Linked DNA regions of Mus musculus: all the other regions are linked to region 2. A link is a contact called in public promoter capture Hi-C data. All regions are on one chromosome and are shown on one strand. Each heading gives the region's core, a stretch centred on a gene start, on an enhancer-like site or on the middle of the called end of the contact. The rest is flanking DNA. Distances are from core to core; before and after follow the strand shown. Region 1 has its middle 26 kb from the start of Cd5l. Region 2 holds the start of Fcrl1 (Fc receptor-like 1). Region 3 holds the start of Fcrl5 (Fc receptor-like 5).

The links. Promoter capture Hi-C pulls out the DNA fragments that hold promoters and counts their contacts.
Region 1: a contact with region 2 is called in a promoter capture Hi-C map of macrophages, with 7 read pairs. The contact joins the enhancer-like site here to the promoter of Fcrl1 in region 2. A contact is called at or near these places in 3 of 39 promoter capture datasets (the C10 cell line, macrophages and pre-B cells), 2 of 15 datasets of contacts at CTCF or cohesin (the NIH/3T3 cell line and large pre-B cells), 7 of 484 Hi-C or Micro-C datasets (CD4 T cells, bone marrow-derived macrophages, liver and 3 more), 5 of 115 datasets of contacts at active chromatin or transcription factors (the 230-238 cell line, CD8 T cells, bone marrow-derived macrophages and 2 more) and 4 of 9 other capture datasets (adipose tissue, bone marrow-derived macrophages, liver and 1 more).
Region 3: a promoter capture Hi-C map of macrophages shows a contact between it and region 2, with 7 read pairs. The contact joins the promoter of Fcrl5 here to the promoter of Fcrl1 in region 2. A contact is called at or near these places in 16 of 39 promoter capture datasets (the 3T3-L1 cell line, cranial neural crest, embryonic stem cells and 10 more), 3 of 484 Hi-C or Micro-C datasets (cortical neurons, embryonic stem cells and nephron progenitors), 1 of 115 datasets of contacts at active chromatin or transcription factors (embryonic stem cells) and 2 of 9 other capture datasets (adipose tissue and pancreatic islet).

The regions. Positions count from the first base shown.
Region 1 is chr3:87,330,169-87,333,654 of GRCm38.p6, forward strand. No RefSeq gene overlaps it. Among named protein-coding and RNA genes, the nearest start is that of Cd5l, 26 kb to the right of the region's middle. Within about 2 kb of position 1,938, at least 8 of the 459 cell types and tissues checked have an H3K27ac peak or open chromatin away from gene starts, as enhancers often do. A contact at or near this core is called in bone marrow-derived macrophages and macrophages, where this site is marked.
Region 2 is chr3:87,375,111-87,379,090 of GRCm38.p6, forward strand. Fcrl1 (Fc receptor-like 1) reads left to right here and starts at 1,277. Exons shown (of 10, transcript NM_178165.4): 1 at 1,277-1,415. The coding sequence starts at 1,385. It overlaps Gm31940 (a long non-coding RNA gene), which reads right to left and starts at 2,493. Exons shown (of 3, transcript XR_867410.3): 1 at 1,977-2,493; 2 at 950-1,034.
Region 3 is chr3:87,433,910-87,437,542 of GRCm38.p6, forward strand. It overlaps Fcrl5 (Fc receptor-like 5), which reads left to right and starts at 1,873. Exons shown (of 13, transcript NM_183222.3): 1 at 1,873-2,039. The coding sequence starts at 1,976.

The DNA of each region.
Region 1 (3,486 bases), core at 688-3,187, 44 kb before region 2:
AAATTGATTTAATATGTATATGTAGCAATAATCAAAGATAAAGAAGCCATGAATTTGTGAGGTAGTAAGGGGAGACATAGAGGGTTGAAGGGAGAAGGGAGAGAACATGAAAGGGTTATGTGGAAGTAAGGGAGGGGGAGAGTAATATAACTATATTTTAATTAAAATTAAAAAAATAAGGAAAAATTAATTACTCTAAGATTCTCCCCTCAGCTCATTTAGAATGGTCATCATCAAGAAATCAAATTAGGAAGAGAAGAAAGAAAGAAGGAAGGAAAGAAAGAAAGGAAGGAAGGAAGGAAGGAAGGAAGGAAGGAAGGAAGGAAGGAAGGAAGGAAGGAAGAAGTCAAATAATGAAAAGCCTCTGGCATGGGTACTCGGGGATGAACACTTTTTTTTTTACTCTGTTAGTCAGAGTGTGAATTAGTTCGGCCACTTTTTAAATCAGTCTGAAGTGTCCTTAAATCACTAGGAGGAAATCTTCCACATGACCCAGCCACACCACTCCCGGGCACATACTTCAAAGGATCTTTCTTAGTCAGGTTTTCTATTGCTGTGATAAAACATCATGACCAAAATCAACTTGGGGAGGAAGGGATTTATTTCATCTTACAGCTTGTAGTTCATCATCCAGAAAAGTCAGAGCAGGGTCCTAAAGCAGGAACCTGGAGGGGCGATGCTTACTGACTTGTTCCTTATCATGTGCTCAGCCTGTCTCTTTTATACTCTCCAGGACAACCCACAGTGAGCTGGGCCCTCCTACATCAGTCATTAACCTAGAAAATGTATCATGCCCACAGGCTTGCCCACAGGACAGTCTGGTGGTGACATTTTCTCAATTGAAGTTCCCTCTTCCCAAATGACTCTAGCTGTGTCAAGTTGACAAAACAGTACCAGCGGAGGGCCTATGTCCTACTATAGAGGTACATGGACTTTCTTGTTCAGTATAGCTTTCTTTATACAAGCTAGGAAGTAAAAACAGCCTAGTTGTCCACCAACTGAAGAGTGGACACTGGTATTATTGATGTCATATGCTATATAAACACAAATGAAATGCTTTATAGCTAAAAAGAAAACAAAACTATGAAATTTGTAGGAAAATGAATGGAACTGAAAAAAAATATGTTGAGCAAGGTAACCCAGCCACAGATACAAATGCTGTATCTTTTCTCTCATTAGATCCTTGCCTCAGGTCTTCTGTTTTATGTGTTTAACTTGGAGTACCTCCAGAAGCCAGGAAACTTGAGAATAGACATTGAAAAGAGGCAGTGTGTTTGGGAAGAGTGGTCTTAAGGGAGGAGGTATTATAGTACACAGGTAAAATGAGAGTCAAGAGGGGTAATATCAGATGTGGAAAGGGTCAAACAGGGAGTAAGGTAGAGAGATGGGGAGAAGAAAAAACTGTGAGGAAGGAGATATGAGAAAACTATTCAGAAATTTGCTAACAACCCAATTAAGAAACAGAAGAGACTTTTGTAGGCTTATGTTTTTCAAAATCGACTTCAATAAGAGTTCTTAAACACTTTGACCTCTCATATAACCCACTGACAAAAGATCAGGAAAGATAGGACAAAGGGGTCGTGGATCTGTTTAGAAGTAGTTCTTTGGGGGCAATTCCAATCTTCATTGTCAGCAGTCCAGTCCACTAGCAAACACCAACATGAATCAGCAGCAGTAGCTTGATCCAGAAGCCGCAAGGCTCCACCAATAGGCCCAGGTCTGCTGAAGTGGCAAGAAGCAGCCAGACCACCACCAGAAATTCTTTTGTGCATTTCTCTCTATGAAGTCATAACAAGAAAAGATGAGATAAGAAAGCAAGATAAACCAATGCAATAGTGTCATTGGTCAAGACCAGCAAAGCAAACCAGTGTCAGAGTGTAGTCCACTGTTGATGGGTTATACTTATATATACTCTTACTAAACACCACATGTTCTCTCAAACGTTCACTTCAGCAAAACACCACAAGCCCTTCACTAGACAGCTTCCAGAAAAACACTCTGTATCTGTTCTCAGCAAAACATCCTCTCATAAGACAATTTTCAGAAAAGCATCATATGACACTACTGAATCTCCAGTGAAACCAGAAATTCCCACTTTAGAGTTTGAAGTCAGACAGCAGAAAAACTAGACAGTGCTTGTTCTGTGGGTTACTAAATAAAACTACAATACCACACATGATATACTTCTTTCTCAGTTATTGGTCAGAGAGGTTTCAGAGGCTCTTAAAACAATACAAGCTATTGCTATTATTCTGGGTTACTCACTATAACTAGTTAATTAGACCCTCCTTAAGACATCACATATTTTGGATGCGGGGTTTTGTACCTTCTGATAGGCATAACTGAAGAAGTCTTAGATTCTAAGGGGGCACCAAAGACTTGTTTAGATGCACTGACATAGCATTAAACCACCTTCTAAATATTTATTCTGTAATACAAAGATTACTCTCAGCCTTTTTCAGGAAAGCCTCCCTTTATAGTGAGTGGAAAGAAATGCATGGTTATGCATGATGCTGAAAATAAAGGATGGTAACAAGCTCAGCTCTAAGCAAGGCATTCACACCATCCTCTTAAGAATCAGCTTGGAAAGAGTTTAGGAGCAGGAAGGGAGAAGAGTTGCAATATGCCATCTTTTAAGCATGACTTAGCCATGGCAATATTGAACTCATAGTTGTGTCTACTGGTACTGGTCCCACCCAAGTCGGGCCATCCCGAATCACAGGTCTGTATTGCTGTGATCTTATTGCTGATCTATTGGAAACTAACAGATTCTAGGAGAGAGAGAGAGAGAGAGAGAGAGAGAGAGAAAGAGAGAGAGAGAGAGAGAGAGAGAGAGAGAGAGAGAGAGAGAGAGAGAGAACACAAAATTTTGTGCCTACTGATGGATACATGAAGCTCTAATAGATAGTTCCAGATTCAGGATCACACAGAGAGCCCTACTTAAATTCACTGAAAAGCAAAGCAAAAGAAAAGATAATGAATATGAGAAAAGTGTCTATCAAAAAGAAAGGAGACTGACCAGAGAAGCTGTCGGAAGAGTAACAAGAATGTGTTAGACATGTGTATGGAACTGTCAAAGAAGAATATTTACTAATAAAAACCCTATAAAATGATGAAACATATCATAATTAAATGTCCAACAATTTGACACCAAATTAAGACAGCAACTCGTGTTGCATGCCATTGGTCCTGATTTATTCAAAACCAGGAAAATGGCTGATTAAAATCAGAAATAGAGACACACTATGTGGAGTCAGAATGTCATGAGAAAGGGTTAAATGGAGAGAATGAATGAGAACTTAAGGAATCGATACCAGAGATGGATCAGTCTGTAAAGTGCTTGAAAAACCTTCTAATCACACCCAGGAAAGAGACTCATGCACTTTAAACCCCAGGAGTGGGTCTGGTGGTCTGGGCTATCATGGTAGATGAGAAATACACAGGACATGGAGGCTGTGGCCTCCCCTGGGGTCACACCAAAGCCAC
Region 2 (3,980 bases), core at 27-2,526:
TGCCCAAGATAATTTGCCCCTGGATTTGGAACATTCCAACCTCTCCACATCACTGAAGGTCTAGTCAGTCAATCAGCATTTGAGGCACGGTTTCTTTCCAGCAATTCTCATTCACAAGGTGAAGATTGTGATCCCAGGGTGTATGCCGACCCTAGAGTGCAGACAGCAACACCAGTGTGCAGTCTGCAATCCCTGGGTACAAACTCTGACCTCAAGGTGCAGATGGAAACCCCAGAGTGCAGACTGTGACCCCAGGGTGCAGACAGCAACCTCAGAGTGCAGACCGTGATCCCAAGGTGTATGTTGTGGCCCCATGTTTAATAACACACACACACTCACTCACTCAATGTTGAGATGATGCAAATAATGTAGAACAATTACTATGATTGCATTTGTATCAGTTTACCTTTGTCAAAAATCATCTTAATATTAGATGATAAAAGATTCAAGAAATGGGAAAAATAAAATAGTTTATTCCCCTGTAATCCATAATGAGACTCACATACAAGCTTCAGGTGACAGAGAAAGGGTGATATAGATGCTAAAGGAAGCAACAGCAGGAATTGCCTACCCTTGACTGGGGTAAGGGAAGAAGGGTGTCACACAAATACAAGAGTTAGTGATGACGGTGAGCCTTTTCCAGTACACAGAGGCTAATTGGTGCATATCCAAGTCTTCCATTTTATTCCAAACTCTTCCACTCTATGACTTCCTATGACTTTTTAAAAAGTGGCTCATGTCATTTATTGGAACATTGAAATTTTAAACATGGGGAAATATCTATATGAATGGCTGGACCCTATATAAATCAGAATATACAATAGCAGCAGACACGGAACATAACCTGCGAATACTCCCTTCCATTCCTGAGTCAGACACAGAGAGACCACAATAGGAGCTTGTGAGAAAGACAGTGCATTTGATCAGATAGTTAAATAGATATCCTTACCAAAGATGGCAGTGTGTGGTGTGAAATCTGGCAGGACTCAAGCTCAGTGAGACTCTTTAAAGCCTGGATCATCTACTGGAAACCCCTGAGATACATGAATATTCATATTTTAATAATAAAGTATTAATCAAAGTTATAAAATGAAAGCCCGCATCTCCTGATACCCAAAAGCTCCAAGTCATGAAATTGAGTCATGCCATAGGAAGGAGTGTCTTCCATTCTGGGGCCTTCCTGGAGGAAGAACTGAACACTGGACAAGGTTGCTTTGTTGTATTTCTGTAAACTCGTGCTGAAGGTTAACTTCCGACCACGACTTCCTCAAACCTCAGAGAAGCTGAGGGCAGTTATCTGTGACACCTCTGTGAGTAGTCTGGTTTTGCTTTTTTTTCTTTTGGTGAGAGGCACCTTCAAGTTACCATCCCCAGCCTGGTCCTCATGCTACCTTGGCTCCTGCTACTGATCTGTGGTAAGTTAGACAACTTGGAGTGGGGTCTGGGAACGGGGATCTTAAAAAGGATAGAGAATTCGACGACTAAGTTTCTGCCTGGTGATGCTCGTGGATTCATGTAGTCTGTCTCTCTGTCTCTGTCTCGTCTCTCTTTGTGTGTGTGTCTCTGTCTTTCTGTGTGTCTCTGTCTCTCTGTCTCTGTCTCTGTCTCTCTCTCTCTCTCACACACACACACACACTCACAAAATATAGGCAACAACTTGGTCCCTCAGTTCCTTTTTCTTCTATCAACACCACTTCCTTTTATTCACATGAGAACCTTAGTGTATCACCAGCCCTCCTCATTCCCCTGTGGCCACACTCTGGTTTCTCTGGTGTCACACACCAGAATGGCAAGATTATTCCTCCATTATTAATCATTACACTTGGAAGGCTTACTCATCACTGACACGGCACAGACTCTGCAGCTCATCACCACAACATGCCGGCGGATGCTCTTTCAACTCTCTCTCCCTCCTGCACTGCCAGATGATACACTTTAACTGTGTCCAAACAATGGGACTTTAAACAAAGGCTCACCTGGCACCTTATCATCACGTGACGTGGAAACCGAATCGCAGATGTTCTTCGCATCTGTTTTCCCACTCATGCGTGGGAGCCATTGTTTCAGGTCTTCTCGTTTCTCCTCAAACTTAATCCTTTTGGGCCCCATTTTATAACTTTGATTAATAATTTATTTTAGAAGTAATAATGGCAAAAAGAAAATTCTCCATTTTTCTACTCCCATGACTACCAACTACCTGTCTGCCTTCTTCTTGCTCTGTAAATACACCTTGTCATTCATTAACCTTCTCCTCCACTCAAATGTGTCTCCATTCCAACCTGTTCCCATACATGCACAGGCATGCTGGGAGAGCTTCCCTCCTCGTTCCCGCACTGTTTCTCTTTCTCCCTTCACTCTGTGCTGGCTTGGTTCACTCTGTGCTCTGTTCACTCTGCACTGGGACAGGGTTCACTCTGCGCTAGCTTGGCAACTTCACTTTGTCTCACTTCCCTGATTCTTTCTTTAAAACAAAACAAAACAAAACAAAACAAAACAAAACAAAACAAAACAAAACAAAACAAAACAAAACAAAACAAAACAAAACACCTTCATTTTTAGTTACCTGCCTTTCTTAAGCTCTTGAAACCTTTCCCCCAGATGTCAATCAAAGCTGGGAACATTTCTATCATATCAAAGATTGCTTCAAGCTCCCAATCTTGTCCCCTGAGCTCCTCTCGCATTCTTGACCCAGGCAAGTGTTCAATCGTTTCCTTTTTTGGTGAACTCACTTTAATCAACCTTTTATCCCCACCTCTCCCCAACCTCACCCACCACTTCACCTTCGCCTCACACAGAGGTCATTTCCGGTTCCTACTCCTTATCCTCTGGGGGCAGAGCGGTGGATGATCACTCCTGCAGGGTGCTTTTAACTTGGTTTCCAGAATGCTGTTTGTCTGTTTTCTTTCTGCTTCATATCTGCTGCCCTGCTGCTTCTTTGCTGGGTTGAATCTGTACTCAGCATGTTGGCAGCTTGGAACGGATGCCTAGACTTCACCTGTAGTTTCTTCTCCAAACGTACACACCTTTCTCATTTAACGTGACACTTTAAGTCTAAACGTAAGCTTATTTCACCAGCTTTGATTACTTAATAGCCAGTGGCTACCAGGTGGCTACTAGGTGGCAGCCAGGAATCCTAAACAGCTTTGTTTGATCTCTGTCTGTCATTTTGCCAGTACACCAAACTTACCCAATTCCCCCACAAACTATCTATCTCAAGAAATAGTATTACCATTTTTCTGGTTGCTCTGGGAAAAAAAACTTAGAAATAGTGCTTAATAACTCTCTGTGTGTGTGTGTGTGTGTGTGTGTGTGTGTGTGTGTGTGTGTGATGCTCTCTCTGTATGTGTGTGTGTCTCATGCTCTCTCTTCCTCTCCCTTCTTCACTCCCCATCCCTCTTCCTCTCTCTCCATCCCTATCCCTCTCTTCTACTTCGCTCTCCTCTCTGTCCTCCCCCTCCCTCTCCCTCCCTCCCTCCCTTCCTCTCATGCCTCTCTCATGCCCGCCCTCCTCATGGTTGCTGCTCTATGCCAGGAGGGCTCTGAGTGTCCAGACGGTCTGAAGCTTCAATACAACTTATTTCTCTGCTTCATTTTTCATCCAAGCACTATTCTCTGAAACAATGTTCTATTTTTATCAAAAATTAAATTAAATATAATTATATCACCTCCTCCTTCCTTGTCCTCCCTCTAGCCTCTCATGTCCCTACTCCCTCTCACATTAGTAACCTTTTTTGATTACTATTATTTCCATATATGTACATAAATACATAACCTCAACCTGTCAGTCAATTTAGTGTGGCTCTGTATATGCAATTTCAGGGCTGATGAACAGCCTATCAGGGAACTCACCCCTGGGAGTTTACTGACTAAAGCAAGGACAGATTTGGAGCATTCGTTATACAGGATGCCACAGTTCCAGGAGACTAAGTTTCCGGGAACTTTTAGCTTCGGGACTTGTCCAGGCTTATGGCCTGTCACGT
Region 3 (3,633 bases), core at 623-3,122, 59 kb after region 2:
GCAGTATACAAAGTTTATGAATGGGGTTGTAAAAATCCCTAGACATAAATGGAAGGACTGGGTGATGGTTTGTAGATGCTCAGGCCAGGGAGTGGCACTATTAGAAGGTGTGGCTTTGTTGGAGTAAGTGTGTCACTGTGGGTGTGGTGTTTAAGACTCTCATCCTTGCTGCTTGGAAGCCAGTCTTCTCCTAGCAGCCTTCAGATGAAGATGTAGAGCTCTCAACTCCTCCTGCACCACACCTGCCTGAATGCTGCCATGTTCCCACCTTGATGATAATGGACTGAACCTCTGAACCTGTAAGCCAGTCCCAATTAAACATTGTCCTTGTAAGAGTTGCCTTGGTCATGGTGTCTGTTTACAGCAGCAAAACCCTAAAACAGACTGATAAATTCTTCTATGTCAAATCTGAAATAATAATTCATAAGAAGGCAATAGCAATGACCAAGAAGAGAAGCCAGAGTAAGAAAAGATGTTTCACAAATGTGCTCAAAAAAACTTATCTTCCGAATAGAAAGAAGTACAAAACAAGATGAGAAAGGTGAGAGATTTGAACAAACACTTCACATTTTAAGAAAAGTTACCTAAGATACCATTTAAAACATGAAAAAAGTCTGCTAGGCATAGTGGTACACACCTTTAGTCCCAGCGCTTAGGAAACAAAAACAGGCAAATCTCTGTGAGTTCAAGGTTATCCTAGTCTACAGCATGAACTCCAAGTCATCCAGAGATATATAGTAATAATACCTTCTCTTTTAAAAATTAATAAACCATATAATATGAAAAGTTAGAATCTCATAATTCATTGAAATGAATAAAAAAATGTGCAAGGTGAGCACATTTCTGCTGGGGGTGGGGGCAATGAGCTCCCCTATGCTGCCTGGTGGGTTCCCATTGACTTGGTCATATCAGAAAGTCATTCAACAACACTGTCTGAACTGAACACAGTATTGCATGCTCTATAACCAGGAATCCCACCCTCAAGTGTATGCCCAGTAGAAATGTGTGCACGTATCTACAGGAGACACTCAGAATATTCACAGCCACCCCTTCTGTCTCAGCTTCCTTTTGAAATTCTCCTCCTGAGCTGTGACAGATTAATCTCCTTATCCCTGTATGTTTTCCTCAGGGCGCAGTGATATTGATGTGACATAAATACCAGAGGCATTGATAAATATGAAATTAAATATCTCTTTGGGAAGATCCAGGTCTGAGTCTAGAAAGAAACTATGGGAAAAGTTGTCTGTAAGAAAAAAAACCTATCATTTTTCATTACAGGGAATTTTGTTGACACAATGTCAGAATAGAAACTCAACTTTAAAAAATTAGATTTAAATTTAAAAGCAATCCATTCACACAGTAATTTAAAGGGGGAAACAGCAGAGAAAGACAAAATGAAATGCCTATTTCCCCCTTAATTTCTCAAACACAACTGTTGATTTTGTGCATTCTCTAGGAGAAAATGGTACCCTTAGAGTTGTTCATATACACATACATTTCATTTCTTACCTCTGCTCCATAAAGGATGCTCTGCAAATTCCAATCCACATCTCACTTTCTCTCTCCCAGCAGCTGAGATGGCATTGCCCTTTTACGTATGTGTAGCCTCACCTTACCATTAATGGTGTTACCGTAACAATCCCACAGCCATGATCACGTCTGATGCTTACATGCTCAGACAGTGCTGAATGTCAGCCATTTTTTATAGAACCATCTTCTCATAATCTCCTTAAGGTACTTTCCCCAGCAGCCAAAATGTGGTGTTGAAAGCATGTGATTATTAAACCCCAAAGTTTTCACTTTGTCTGTAGGGCAGGAAACTAATTAACAATTAAATGCGGCTACTTCTACTTCCTTTTTCTGATTCAAGTTACACTCAACTGTTTTAGAAGAGCAGTTCCCCAGATTTCTCCTTGGAGCTGTGAGTGACTACCATTGCGAGCAAGAGCAAGAGGAAAGCACTACCTGTGAGCAGATGTCTGGTTCATTCTCACCCTGTGTGGTGTTCACACAGATGTGGCTGACTCTACTGGTTGTGAGTGAGTAGATGGCTCAATATGGGGATAGAGTGGGTCGGACAGCATCTCTCTCCACTACAGGCCTGGTACTCTCTTAAGTTTTAGCTCCTCAGTTTCCCCGTGTGAGGCTGTGTTCCCCGACTTTACTGTACAGCTTAGAATTTCCTCTCCTGAGCCCAAAGAAAGTAGTCACAGGTTGAAAAAAAAATCCTTCAATGGACAGAGGAAGAAACGGTAGCAATGGCACTAGAGTTTCGCTTGCTTTCTTTTCTTTAACAAATACTTTATGAAGCACAGAAAGTAAATCACACTTGCTTGTTCAAACTCTTTTATTCAAATGAGAACTATATTTTAATCCCGTGTAGACAGGCTAGACCCTGGTCTTGTGCCTAAGATGATAGCTCCTTCTGCACATTAGCAAGAGCCATGAGCAGGACTGGGCGCCTTAAGTACAAGAGGGGAAATCAGGAAGGAGAGGTACCTACAGCAGTGGCTATGTCACTGCCCATGGATATGCATGCATTTCTGTCAGTTCATGCCTACAAAGGGTTTGCTTCTTACTAAATTTTAAATGGAATTAAATGTGGGTTCATCTATTTTAAAAAAGTTCTTAGGCCGGGCAGTGGTGGCGCATGCCTTTAATCCTAGCACTTGGGAGGCAGAGGCAGGAGGATTTCTGAGTTCGAGGCCAGCCTGGTCTACAGAGTGAGTTCCAGCACAGCCAGGGCTATACAGAGAAACCCTGTCTTGAAAAACCAAAAAACAAAAACCAACCAACCAAACAAACAAACAAACAAAAGGTTCTTAGCGCCATCTATGCACAGCATTGTATGCAATGCTGAGGACGGAGGGTTGTTTTGTGCCCACAAGGGAAAACACCAAAAAAAAAAAAAAAAAGCTCTCAGCAAAGCCAGTGCACAAGAAACAGCTGGGAAACACAATTCTAGTAAAATAAAATCCCAGTGGATGGCACAGACAGATAACCATAACCATCTACATACCAGTCAGGTGATCAGACTAAGCAACAGATAGGGCAAGGCCCATCAGAAACAGAAGCATATCCAAACTTAAGAAGTACTTAAGAAGGCAGGGGAAAGGAGGGAAGAAGAAGGGAGGGGAGGACAGGACAGGACAGGAAGGTGTTCATACAGTGTGCTGTGAGCTAAGGTTAGAGTTTGGATTCAAATCTGTGTTGTCACCTACTAGCCACTTAACAAGCTTTCTTCTTTCTTTTCTTCCTTCCTTCCTTCCTTCCTTCCTTCCTTCCTTCCTTCCTTTTTTCTTTATTGAAAATAGATTTTTTTCTTACATAATACATCCTGATTATTTCCCTCCCTCTACTCTTCCCACTTTCTCCCCACCTCCCCTACCATGTGAATCCACTCTCTTTCTGACTCTCATTAGATAACAACGGGCTTCTAAGAGATAAGAACAAAAAATATAATAAGTAAGATAATACAAAAACTATCACATCCAAGTTGAACAAAACAAACCAACAGAAAAAAAGGAGTCTAAGAGCAGGCACAAGAATCAGCCCCACTCGTTCTCATGCTTAGGGCTCCCATTAAAAGCACAAACCTGGAAGCCATAATATATGCTCAGAGGACCTGGTGCA